Regions from separate parts of the Sus scrofa genome. Here regions 2, 3 and 4 are each linked to region 1. The links are chromatin contacts, called in public Hi-C and HiChIP or PLAC-seq maps. All regions are on one chromosome and are shown on one strand. Each heading gives the region's core, a stretch centred on a gene start, on an enhancer-like site or on the middle of the called end of the contact. The rest is flanking DNA. Distances are from core to core; before and after follow the strand shown.

Evidence for each region. Hi-C and Micro-C count contacts between places; a contact is called where the count stands out from the background. HiChIP or PLAC-seq counts read pairs in DNA pulled down with a chosen protein or histone mark.
Region 2: a contact with region 1 is called in an H3K27ac HiChIP or PLAC-seq map of skeletal muscle. The contact joins two enhancer-like sites. A contact is called at or near these places in 6 of 47 Hi-C or Micro-C datasets (epiblast stem cells, mesenteric adipose tissue, omental adipose tissue and 1 more) and 1 of 2 datasets of contacts at active chromatin or transcription factors (skeletal muscle).
Region 3: a contact with region 1 is called in an H3K27ac HiChIP or PLAC-seq map of skeletal muscle. The contact joins two enhancer-like sites. A contact is called at or near these places in 6 of 47 Hi-C or Micro-C datasets (alveolar macrophages, brain, fetal heart ventricle and 2 more) and 1 of 2 datasets of contacts at active chromatin or transcription factors (skeletal muscle).
Region 4: a Hi-C map of skeletal muscle shows a contact between it and region 1, with 2.1 times the contacts expected there. The contact joins two enhancer-like sites. A contact is called at or near these places in 2 of 47 Hi-C or Micro-C datasets (embryonic fibroblasts and skeletal muscle) and 1 of 2 datasets of contacts at active chromatin or transcription factors (skeletal muscle).

The regions. Positions count from the first base shown.
Region 1 is chr9:125,804,132-125,806,893 of Sscrofa11.1, reverse strand. The region is part of intron 3 of C9H1orf21; the gene reads right to left. Among named protein-coding and RNA genes, the nearest start is that of EDEM3, 180 kb to the left of the region's middle. Within about 2 kb of position 1,318, at least 13 of the 83 cell types and tissues checked have an H3K27ac peak or open chromatin away from gene starts, as enhancers often do. A contact at or near this core is called in skeletal muscle, where this site is marked.
Region 2 is chr9:125,322,556-125,325,317 of Sscrofa11.1, reverse strand. All of the region lies in intron 4 of TSEN15 (tRNA-splicing endonuclease subunit Sen15), which reads right to left. Among named protein-coding and RNA genes, the nearest start is that of TSEN15, 23 kb to the right of the region's middle. Within about 2 kb of position 1,412, at least 2 of the 83 cell types and tissues checked have an H3K27ac peak or open chromatin away from gene starts, as enhancers often do. A contact at or near this core is called in skeletal muscle, where this site is marked.
Region 3 is chr9:125,355,657-125,358,418 of Sscrofa11.1, reverse strand. The region is part of intron 7 of TSEN15 (tRNA-splicing endonuclease subunit Sen15); the gene reads right to left. Among named protein-coding and RNA genes, the nearest start is that of TSEN15, 56 kb to the right of the region's middle. Within about 2 kb of position 1,443, at least 4 of the 83 cell types and tissues checked have an H3K27ac peak or open chromatin away from gene starts, as enhancers often do. A contact at or near this core is called in skeletal muscle, where this site is marked.
Region 4 is chr9:125,467,220-125,469,981 of Sscrofa11.1, reverse strand. The region is part of intron 1 of LOC110255527 (a long non-coding RNA gene); the gene reads left to right. Among named protein-coding and RNA genes, the nearest start is that of C9H1orf21, 140 kb to the left of the region's middle. Within about 2 kb of position 1,316, at least 1 of the 83 cell types and tissues checked has an H3K27ac peak or open chromatin away from gene starts, as enhancers often do. A contact at or near this core is called in skeletal muscle, where this site is marked.

The DNA of each region.
Region 1 (2,762 bases), core at 69-2,568:
AAACACCATGTAATTTCTACTTTGGGTTGGTTTGCCGAGGAAGGAGAAGAGTAAAGACATCTGCCTTTAAAAAAGAGAAAAAAGAAAACAAACAAAACCAAGACAGGCTGGAGGAACGATGAGGCTAATGGGAGCCTCTGATAGAGCAGAGCCAACAGAGAGGGCTGAGAGCCATGCCGCGTCCGGGGTGCTCTGGGAACAGGAACAGAGAATTACACTGGAAGATGACGGAAGAGGTAGCTAAGACATTATTTCCCTTGGCAAGAAAAAGCTATTTAAATGGCATTTGACACTCATAAACTTCGTACCTAAAATAAACTGGGACCAAGTGGGAATAAGATGAAGCCATTTAAAAGGGCCCTTGGTAGGCAGTTTGTAGAGCTGTGTTTTTATGATCCATCCGTACTGGTATCGGAATCATCTAGAATGCTTGTTAAAATACAGATTCCCAGGCCCCACACAACACCTCCAGAGTGTGCATCTCTGCGACTGTGCCCAGGAATCTGCACTTTAATTTCATTTTGAAATTTTACATAAATACATATACTTTTTTTCTGGCTGTGCCCACGGCATGTGGAAGTTCCTGGGCCAGGGTCTGAACCCACAACACAGCAGCAACCCAAGCCAGAGCCGTGACAATGCCAGATCCTTAACCCATTTTTTGAGGCACCAGGGAACTTCAGAATCTGCATTTTAAACAAGAGTCCAAGGTGATTCTTAACTCAAAACAGTTTGAGGACTTTTATTTCAGAGAAAAGGTACTTTTGGGCTTAGAGTTCCCTCTCTCAGCCTTCCTGAAGGCAGTTTTCCAACTGAGCCTTGGGGTCTTGCAGAGCTGCCTCAGGGCTCAATAGCAGGCCCTCCCAGAGCAGCAACCCCTTGAATTGTATATTCAGGAGCTTTCAACTCATGTTGGAAAGAAGCAGCCATTTCTCAAAAATGTTTGCAAACCACGGTCAGGTAGTGACAGGTTTATTTAAACAGCAAATCAAAGAACTTCTTTAGCTTGGAACAATTTTACTTCTTTATGCACAGAACACACTTGTCAGGGTCTAGAGTAAACTCATCATTCTCTTCTTAGATTCTCTCCTGTTGGAGGCAGTCAGACCGACTTTATTTCTCCTGCTGTTCCCGATCCCCAAAGGGAAAGTCAGAACACCAAGATAAACTGATGGCTTCTTTACAACATGCTCTCAAACTTCAGCTCCTTAACTGTGAAGGAAGCAACAGATCGAGTCCAGGGAATTGAAGAAAGCACCCTACCCCCTGCTGGCGAGAGGAATTTCTTTCCTCCTGTCACTTCTTTGCCTGTGGTCCCACAAAGTCGGAGAGCACTGGGGCAGCTGCAGTCCTGGGAGGGGCCCAGAGTTAGTCTGAGTGGGAATGTGAAGGGATTTCATTTTCTTTTTTCTGGGCTCAATAGCAGGAAGTTCTATCTTATAAAGAAAGCCCAGGGGCCAGATGTATGCAGGAAGCTGGAAGCCTAGAGAAAAACAGTGGAGGCGGAGTCGTAGCTCCTGGGACGGAGGGGACTACACAGAGAAAAGACACAAAAGCACTACATGTGAACTCCCAATGGGTTTCCTTCCACACACAGACTCTGTGTGTGTGTACTTTCCAACCACTGCATTTCAAAAAGTACCCGAAAACTGGAAAAGGTAAACACTTTAACTAGAATTAGGAGATTTGGGTCCATACACATGAAGAACACGTTCAGCTTCGAAGGTGACAATGAGGGAGTTCCCTGGTGGCTACACACCCAAATGCAAGAGACTGGAGAAAGGAGAGCCCTACTATGTGCTTGGAAGGAACAAAACTGGAATATTTATAAACAGCCCTAATGACTACCATAACGCTTACTTTAAAAAAACAAAAACAAACCTATATTTTCTTTTCTTTTCTTTTCTTTTCTTTCTTTCTTTCTTTTTTTTTTTCTTTCTTTTTCTTTCTTTCTTTCTTTCTTTCTTTCTTTTTTTCTTTCTTTCTTTCTTTCTTTCTTATTTTCTTTCCTTCCTTCCTTCTTTCTTTTTCTTTTTTTTTTTTAGGGCTGCATTCGAGCATATGGAAGTTCCCAGGCTAGGGGTCGAATCGGAGCTGTTGCTGCCGGTCTACGCCATAGCCACAGCAACCTAAAATCCAAGCCGCATCTGCGACCTACACCACAGCTCACAGAAACACCAGATCCTTAACCCACTGGGCCAGGCCAGGGATGGAACCCAGAATCTCATGGATACTAGTCAGACTTGTGACCCCGGAGCCCCAAGGGGAATTCCTTTTTTTTTTTTTTTCTTTGTGGCCACACTGTGGTATATGGAAGTTCCTGGGCCAGGGACTGACAACACTGGATCCTTGAACTCACTGTGCAAGGCTGGGGATTGAACCTGCACCGTCACCGCAAGCCGAGCAGCTGCAGTCGGATTCTTAACCTACTGTGCCACAGTGGGAACTTCAAAAAGTGTATTTTCTTGACCAAGAACTACCTAACACTGATCACTGGGAACTTCCTTTCTCAAGAGTCTGATGTGTAAATTCATCAAGTATCTTATTTGTACTACATGTGGGGAAAAAACCGTAATTACCGAACGTTTGAACGGGACCAAGATGCCATTCAGAGTTCAGACTTCAAAACAAAGCTGAAATTACCTGGCTGGCTGACAATGCTATATGTTAAATGCCACCAGGACACAGTAAGATAGAACAGAAGCAAAAATCCGCGCTTTATTCCCCACCCACAAAACTGCATCACACACCCATTGACTGTA
Region 2 (2,762 bases), core at 163-2,662, 480 kb after region 1:
ATCGCTAAAATGCTACAGTCTCATTTAACCTCTGGTTTTAATTTAGAAGACACAGAACAAAGTTTCCTTATGTGCCTATTTTTTTAAAAGCTCAGTTCTTTGGAAAAATAGAGATGTTTCATCACACAAATCTAATAATTTGGATAAAGCCTTCTACAGTTTATATTTGATAGAAATCCACATATGTAAAAGATAACCTATATATTAATAAGAAGAATTTCAGGTTTTTGAGTTCAATATATTTCAAGAGAAAAGTCCCACCTAAAGAAAGAGATAAATCAGTAATAATCACAGTTGTTAATCAAGAGTAACAGAATTTGGAGTTCCCGTCGTGGCGCAGTGGTTAACGAATCCAACTAGGAACCAGGAGGTTGCGGGTTCGGTCCCTGCCCTTGCTCAGTGGGTTAACGATCCGGCATTGCCGTGAGCTGTGGTGTAGGTTGCAGACGCAGCTCGGATCCCGTGTTGCTGTGGCTCTGGCGTAGGCGGGTGGCTACAGCTCCAATTCAACCCCTAGCCTGGGAATCTCCATATGCCGCGGGAGTGGCCCAAGAAATAGCAACAACAACAACAACAACAAAAAGACAAAAGACAAAAAAAAAAAAAAAGAGTAACAGAATTTGATGTCTACAACAGGTTTTTCTTTCTTATAACTGTTAAGAGAGGAGCTTAGCATTCTGAAAACAAAGTGATTCCAAATTTTAACAAAGCTAACGTTATTTGGCTACTGCCCTTCCTCCAAGGTACTTAAATACTTTCCATAAGCCTTAGCATTTGTGTTTTTGTAACAACCCTACAACAGAGACTAAGTAACCTCTGGAGATACGCACAGAGGACAAGAAATTTGAAGACAACATTAAATTTAATTTCAAATGTTGTCAAACTAGAATGCATCATAGGTTAAAATTATTATTAATTTCAACTCACACAAAGCAATATCTCCTTCTGTCATTTTTAATGTGGCCAAACTGATAAATGCTGCAGCTGCATCAACAAAAGACATTAACTCCCCGATCTGCCTCATTATGATTTATTTAAACAACACACCATAATGCAACTGCGGAACACAATGCAAATTAAACTTGTGCCCAAGGAGCCTTATCCACTCACAGGCTCGATCCTGAACAAAGTTTCAAGAGTAATAGACCACCTCCTTTTGAATCATGCCAATGCCTTCCTAGGAAAAAATCAAGGCAGCTGAAGTCCCAGGGGGTTATTGAACAATTAGGTGCCTGTGTGGCTATTCACCCTGGTGGGAAGCCATTCTGCGAAAATAAACTGTAAGGGTTTTTTTGTTTGTTTGTTTTTGAGGGTAAGAAAAAAAAAATGCTATGCCAGTTGAAGGAAGCTGCCAGAACTGGGAGTTTTAACAGTAACAGATTTCCAACAGAGGTAGTCTGAGGACACACATCCTGATATGCAGGGAAGCCAAATGACAGGAATCATTTTCCTAGTTATTATTAGACTTCAGGCCTCATATAAAATAATAGCCATTAATTTGTAATAAAGAACATAATTCTGGAGAGAGGAAATATTTTTTGATGATAGGAAAATGGAGTATCCTTCAAAAAACATGTAACATTTCAGACTTAAGTCTCATAACTAAGAACATCTTTTAAAATGTTCTAAAGAAGGAACTAAATTGTTTCTAATAACTCTTTACTCCACCATTAATATAAGCCCTTCTCCTAAGGCACAAAGGAAAAAGAAGGGTTGAATGGTGAAGGGAGTGGTGGTACTGGCAGGGGAGGAAGATATGGGTGAAAAAGAATTTAACTAAAAGGTAAGGAAACTATTTATAGCACTGGCAGAGTGGCTCTTCAGACTTCTGACTGTTCTCTATCCTGGGAGGTATACAGTTATAGTTACAGGGTAAAGTGTGGTAATAAGCAGTGATAAACCTTGCAAGCAGATGAATTCTGAAGACATTCTAATTTCTTAGAAACTCTTGAAAGGCTGCTTGCAGCACATCTTTGTGTTCTTTAAGATATTATTCAGCAAGTCTCTGCTGCAGGAACTGAAGAGTTTAAGAGAATCATTCATTCATCCAACAAATACCTATTTAACACCAAACACAAGGCACCAGGCAAGGCACTGGGAAAAAGAACGAACACAACAAAGCTCCTGCTTCCATAGGGGATGTGGGGAGGAAAGAGAGTAAACAAACAAACAAACAAAAAAGCCCACTATACAATATACTGAGTAGCAATAAATGCAGTAAGTGTTATAAAGGAGGGCCACTTCATAGGTTGCATTAGTACAAGAGGTGAGATGACAGTAGCTTACACCAGAATGATGCAGTATAGCAGAAGTGGCGAGAAAAGGTCAGATTTTGGATATACTTTTAAGGGAGAACTGACAGATTTTGTTAACAAATTAATTTGGCAGTCTGAGAACTGGGTGGACTAAAACTAATAAGAGATTATAGCAAGGTTAATGTGTCAAGATCAATTGCTTTCCTGTACACCAGCACTGAACAACTGGAATTTCAAATAAAAAACACAACATTTACATTGGCATCAAAAAAGTGAAATGCTTAGGTATAAACCTAAAAAAATATATGTACAGGATCTATATAAGGAAAACTGTAAAACTCTGATGACAGAAATCATAGACGATCTGAATAAATGGAGAAACAGTCCATAATCATGGATTGGAAGGTTCAAATATTGTTAAGATGCCAATTCTTCTTATTGTGATCTATAAATTAAGCACAATCCCAAACAAAACCCTAGCAAGCTATTTTGTAGATACTGACAAAC
Region 3 (2,762 bases), core at 194-2,693, 450 kb after region 1:
TAGCACAAAACAGCCTTATAAGGATGTGTCACAGGCCCCTTACTCAAAACATTTGAAGCCAGATGAGTTTAGAAATTCAGAATTAAAATTAAAGAACGATAACATGGGGAATTCCCGTCATGGCTCAGTGGTTAATGAATCTGACTAGGAACCATGAGGTTGTAGGTTCGATCCCTGGCCTGGCTCAGTGGGTTAAGGATGTGGCATTGCCGTGAGCTGTGGTATATGTTGCAGACGCGGCTCGGATCCTGCATTGCTGTGGCTTTGGCGTAGGCTGGCGGCTACAGCTCCGATTGGACCCCTAGCCTGGGAACCTCCATATGCTGTGGGAGCGGCCCAAGAAATGGCAAAAAGACAAAAAAGACAAAAAAAAAAAAAAAAGAAAGAAAGAAAGAAAGATAACATGGCATAGGTGCCGTATATTACAGAACCCCCCTCAGGGTCTTAAGGAGTGCCCTAGACTCAGTCATAATTTCTGCATCAAAAATAGGAAGATTTATACTAAGTGGGATAAAGCTCATGAAATGTTTCATTTTGGAATAGCAGGTAAAGAACTGTGACCCAGAGAAGTTAAGCAACTTGCTCATGATCACGCACCAGAATTTGAGCCCCCAAGAATTGGGCTAGGGCCCTTGTTCTAACCACTACACAGAACAACCTCCAGCAATGAAACCCTTTCTCCAAAGTGAATGGAGATAGTAAGAGACCTGGATCTGACTCATATGGCGAGAGCTGCTTTGTGTTTTTTGTTTGGCTGTGCCCGTGGCATATGAAAGTTCCCGGGCCAGGGGTCAAACCGAGCCACAGCAGTGACAATAATGGATCCTTAACCCGCTAGGGCACCAAGGAACTCTGAGAGCTGCTTTTTGTTAATATCTAAATAAATAAATAAATTTATTTTTATAATATCCCAGAAACAAAATTGAAAACATGGTTGCATTTGAAACACCAATGCTATAAAACACCACCCTACAAAAAAAATAATAGCTACCATTTCTTAAAAATTTACTGAATAATTTACATATATTCATCTCACTGAACCCCTACACAAGAGGCCTAAGAGATAGGTTTTATTAGTACCACCCATTTTAAAGATGAGATTAAAGAATTTACCCAAGGTCACTCTTCAATAGGGGTCTAGGCAGGAGATCCAATCTGGGGCTGCTGAAGCCTGTGTCCCTTCCACTGCACTGCCCTGCCTCCAAAGGACTGGAGAAGGCTGCCGACCATTGCTGTGTGGTTCACCCAAGGTCACAGGAGAGCCAGCCCAGAGCACCAACCCTGGCCTCGCTGCCTCAGAAGGCCTTACAGTGTTCGACTTCTCCTTTGGAAAGAGCCACAACTCAATATCATTTCTTTCCTGCTGCCCACTCTTGCCACTCTGAGAAAAGAACAGTACCTAGTGTTCACTAAAAGATGCAAGGGAATTGATTGGAAGGAAAATGTTATCTTCTGCCAATCCTGGCCACAGTGTTGTACCATTCTATATTTAGATAAGTGCTCTGTGCAGCCAAAGAGGCAATAAAAACAAGCTAAAAAGGTACTAGGCTCATGCCAGGAAACACTAAGAAGTAGCAAGTTCTTATTCTTTGCCCAAAGATGATTATTTGAAAAAAGGGAGAAAGACAATAAAAACAAGCAATCTCCCCGCAAACACACAGTGCTTTAAGGTCTGGGGCATCTCATACCCTCAGGGCAGGTGAGGAAGGAATGAGGATAGCAGGGTCCTCTCCCACCTTTACAGAAATGAGGCCCTAAGGAGGGAACCTGAGCAGGTGTCAGCCTGAACTCCTTTTGAAGTCAGGGAAGAATATGGACAGGGAAGTCATAGGCTGGCCGGAGGGACCCCCCCAGTGCATCAGGTATCAGCGGCAACTCCATAGACCAAACCTGAACTCTGGTATTTCAAAAAGGGAAAGATGAGTTTGAAAGATGATTTGAGGTTCATTCATTCATGGGTCTGTTGGCTTGATGGGTAACCAAGGTCCAAGCTCCCCAGTCCCCTTGAGAACCCCTTCTCTGGGCTCCTCCAGCAAGTTGGAATTCCTCCATTATTTATAGCAACAGATACTTCCATCATTAACTGTATTCCACTACAGTTATTTGCATGTGTTTTATCTTTTTCAATAAACTACACCCTCTTTGAGTGTAGAGAACAGCCCCTAGGTTTTTTATAACCTCTATAGAAGCTAGCATGGTATCTATTAAATTGAGATGTTTTAAATGTACCTCTTGCTCAAAGCCTTTTTTTCAGTTGTTATCTTCTACTGGTTGGAGCCAGGAAGTAGTAGTCTCTTCCAGTCCTGTGAAGCAGTAGAATTCTGGGCTCCATCTGGTCCCTTTCATCTCTGCTCTCACACAAACCAGTTCTTGCCTGAGCATATTTTGTCTTGCTAGACTTTGTTGAATGCAGTAAGTGATAACCAATCTCCCCCTTAGAGACAAAGGCTTGTCAGACACTTGGCCTGCCTTTTAAATTGTCAGTAGCAAAAGATCTACCAAATGCAGTGCCACCCCTTCCACAGGCCTATGCCTTCCCAGACTCCAGTATCAATGTCTGTGCCACCTACTGCCCAACTGCTGCATCAGTGCAACATATTTTAGGTTCTTCTGACATTATCCCCCACCTCAAAGGGCCCATTTCTAAATCCACTAGAGTAATCAACACTAGCTTCTATAATAAATAAACCCCAGAATTTCAGGGACCTACCACAGTATCAGTCTGTTTCTTCCTTACATTGTCTAACACAGGTGCTGCTGGG
Region 4 (2,762 bases), core at 67-2,566, 340 kb after region 1:
TGGCTGGTGAGGGAGGGAAGGGGAGGGAGGAGACACCTGAGTGATGAGGCTCAGGAAGGCTCGGAAGGTAGAGCTTGGGCCTGATGGAGCTGAGTGCTAGCGTAGGACAGGCGGCAGGAAGCCGGAGGATTCATGGAAAGCCCTTAGGAGAGACGCTGTCCATGAGACCCCCTCCCCAGCACATGCAGCTGCCGAGTATCCATCTCCAAAGGAAACTAGGGTGTCCTTCAAAGCACCGAATGGCCCCAGAGCACAGACTGCCCTTGAAGCATTGAAAGTCCTTCTGAGGAAGGCGGGCCTATTGTATCAACATCCGAATGCAGTGGTCCTCAACCATATTTTGCCCCCCAGAGGACATTTGACAGTGTCTGGAGAAGACATTTTTGGTTGTCTGCGAGGACAACCAACTTGGGACAGGAGCTACTGGCATCTGGAAGGTGGAGGCCAGCAGTGCTGCTAAACGTCCTGCAATGCACAGGAGAGACCCATACAACACAGAAGCATCTGGCCCCAAATGTCGGTGGTGCCAAGTTTGAGAAACCCTGCTCTAACACAAAGCCCTCCAGTTTGTCAAGTTCCCCCAAACCCCAAGCAGTGCTGCATGTCCATTTCGGCAACATCACCAACGATCAACTCAATCAAGGCCCTGGCCAGTGCCTGGTGCTGTGCGAGATGCTTTATGGCGGAACCAGGAGACAGGTCACTGGGAGCACGGAGAAGTGGGGGGTTTCAGTGTTGCTTGAAAAATTCTGAGAGTGTACAACCACATTTTTTTAAAAGAAGGAAAAGAAAGCCTGAGAATTAGTTAAGAGCAAAGAAAGAGTTCCTGTGCCATGCCCGGGGTGACAAAGGGTTGACCACAATACCCATCAATGGCCAGCAGAGGGCAGCTGGGGCAACAGAGCAGGAGTAGGGGAATTTCTGCCCTTCAAGGCGACAATGCCAATAATGAGGATGCACTAGCAGAAGTCAGGAGTTCAGCTGGAATCAAACACAGGAGAAAGAGAAGATAGTTGCTCACTGACTCCAGGACAACACAGATTTCACGTGGTTGAGAGATGAGACCATGGAAAAACTGGGAACCCAGGGATGTTGGCCCAGGTGGCATTGGGCTTGGGCTGGAAAGCCAGATCCGTTGCCAGGTACTGGGCTCACAACAGAGCAAGAGGAAATCGGCCTCTGACATGCTTTCAAGGGGCAACTGGGTGCGGGTAACATTCACCTGCTCCTCTTCTCAGCCTCCACTCTGCTTCTCATGGGTCCAGTGCCTGGGATAGCAGTCAGAGGACAGCAGAAAGGACGGAGCTGCAGGGCACGCAGTGATGTAAGTCCCTCTGGAAGAGGTAAAATTCAGAGCTGCCAGGAATGTGGAAACCTGACCCTGGTTGGAAGCGGACGATTCTATGTCCCTGCCAAACAGTCTCAGGATGGCCCTGCAAAGCCAGCATCTCACTCCAGGGCAGCCTACACAGATCTCCTTTACAAATCACCCCTATCGGAACTCTTTTGTAGAAGTAAAGCAAAGAAGGCGATCCCTTTAGGGGCATTTACAGGGAGGACATGGAGCTATTCTGGGACAACACAGGTGAAATTTTGAGGACCAGTGAACAAACAGGGCCACCTCCCAGTAGTCATTTTTATCATTACTGATGATAATGGCTTACCCATTCTCCAAGTTTATTTCATGGATGTCTGAAATAGAATCAAGTCTGAACATTGCAGAAATCTCCCTTATTTACGAAGCATGAAGAGGAGAAGGTCTGAATGCCCAGGAATTTGGGCTGGAGCTGATATAACCTCCACATGCTAGGTGGGATACCATTGCTGACCTATTCTAGAAGTCCAGTAACACTGGCACACAACCACTTCAAGTGTGCAATATTCTGGTTTATTTGCTATTTTAAAAAACACTTTTTGCTTGTTATCTATCAGAACCAGAAATAATTTTCCAATACCAAAAAAAGTGGGGGGTGGGGATGAAATACATGTTATTTAAGTACTGGCCACTGCCCTAAGTACTTTTTCTATTCTGACATTTAATCCTGAGAACAGTCATTTGCGTAGTTATTATGACGCCACTTCACAGACGAAGAAGCCAGCGTTCTAAGATATCACTGTAAAAAACTAACACGTTTTTATGAAGCGCTTTCTATACCAGGAACTGAGCTATACTCTGGGGGAAACAGATAAAGTACCAGAGTCTCCCCCATGCCGGTAGGATTTGATATGCACCCGGACAATTACATATTAGAAACACTCTAATGGAAATGGGAGCTCCTGGGATCTGCCTGAAGGAGCCAGGGATGACTTCAAAGTGAGGTGACACCCACTGACTCTGGAAAGGACAGGGATTTTCCAGTCCTCCCGCCTACCTGATGTCATACCCTTGTGCTGTGGCAAAGTGAGCTTGCCAGTTTCCATGGAAATTCCCTGCAGGCTAATCAAAGCCCACTTAAATTTAAAATGGGTAGAGCCTGATATTCTCTGATGCATCCCAGTGTCTACTTCTACAAGTAGGGTTCGGTGGTCCATCATGAACCTTTGGGGGAATCCTTAAGATGGGACAAGACTGATAAAGTAGCTGACCGGCTGGCTGTCACCACCCTTTCTTCTTGTCCTGCAGCTGGAACACATGTGGGCAGTGGAATCACCTAGCTTTTTCACCTGCCCTAAATTGCTGCTACTTTGGCGGTAAAGTGCCCTGGGCACCTTCACCAGTGGTTCTCAAAGCAGCCTTGGCCAGCCCACCAGTGGTCCTGTCT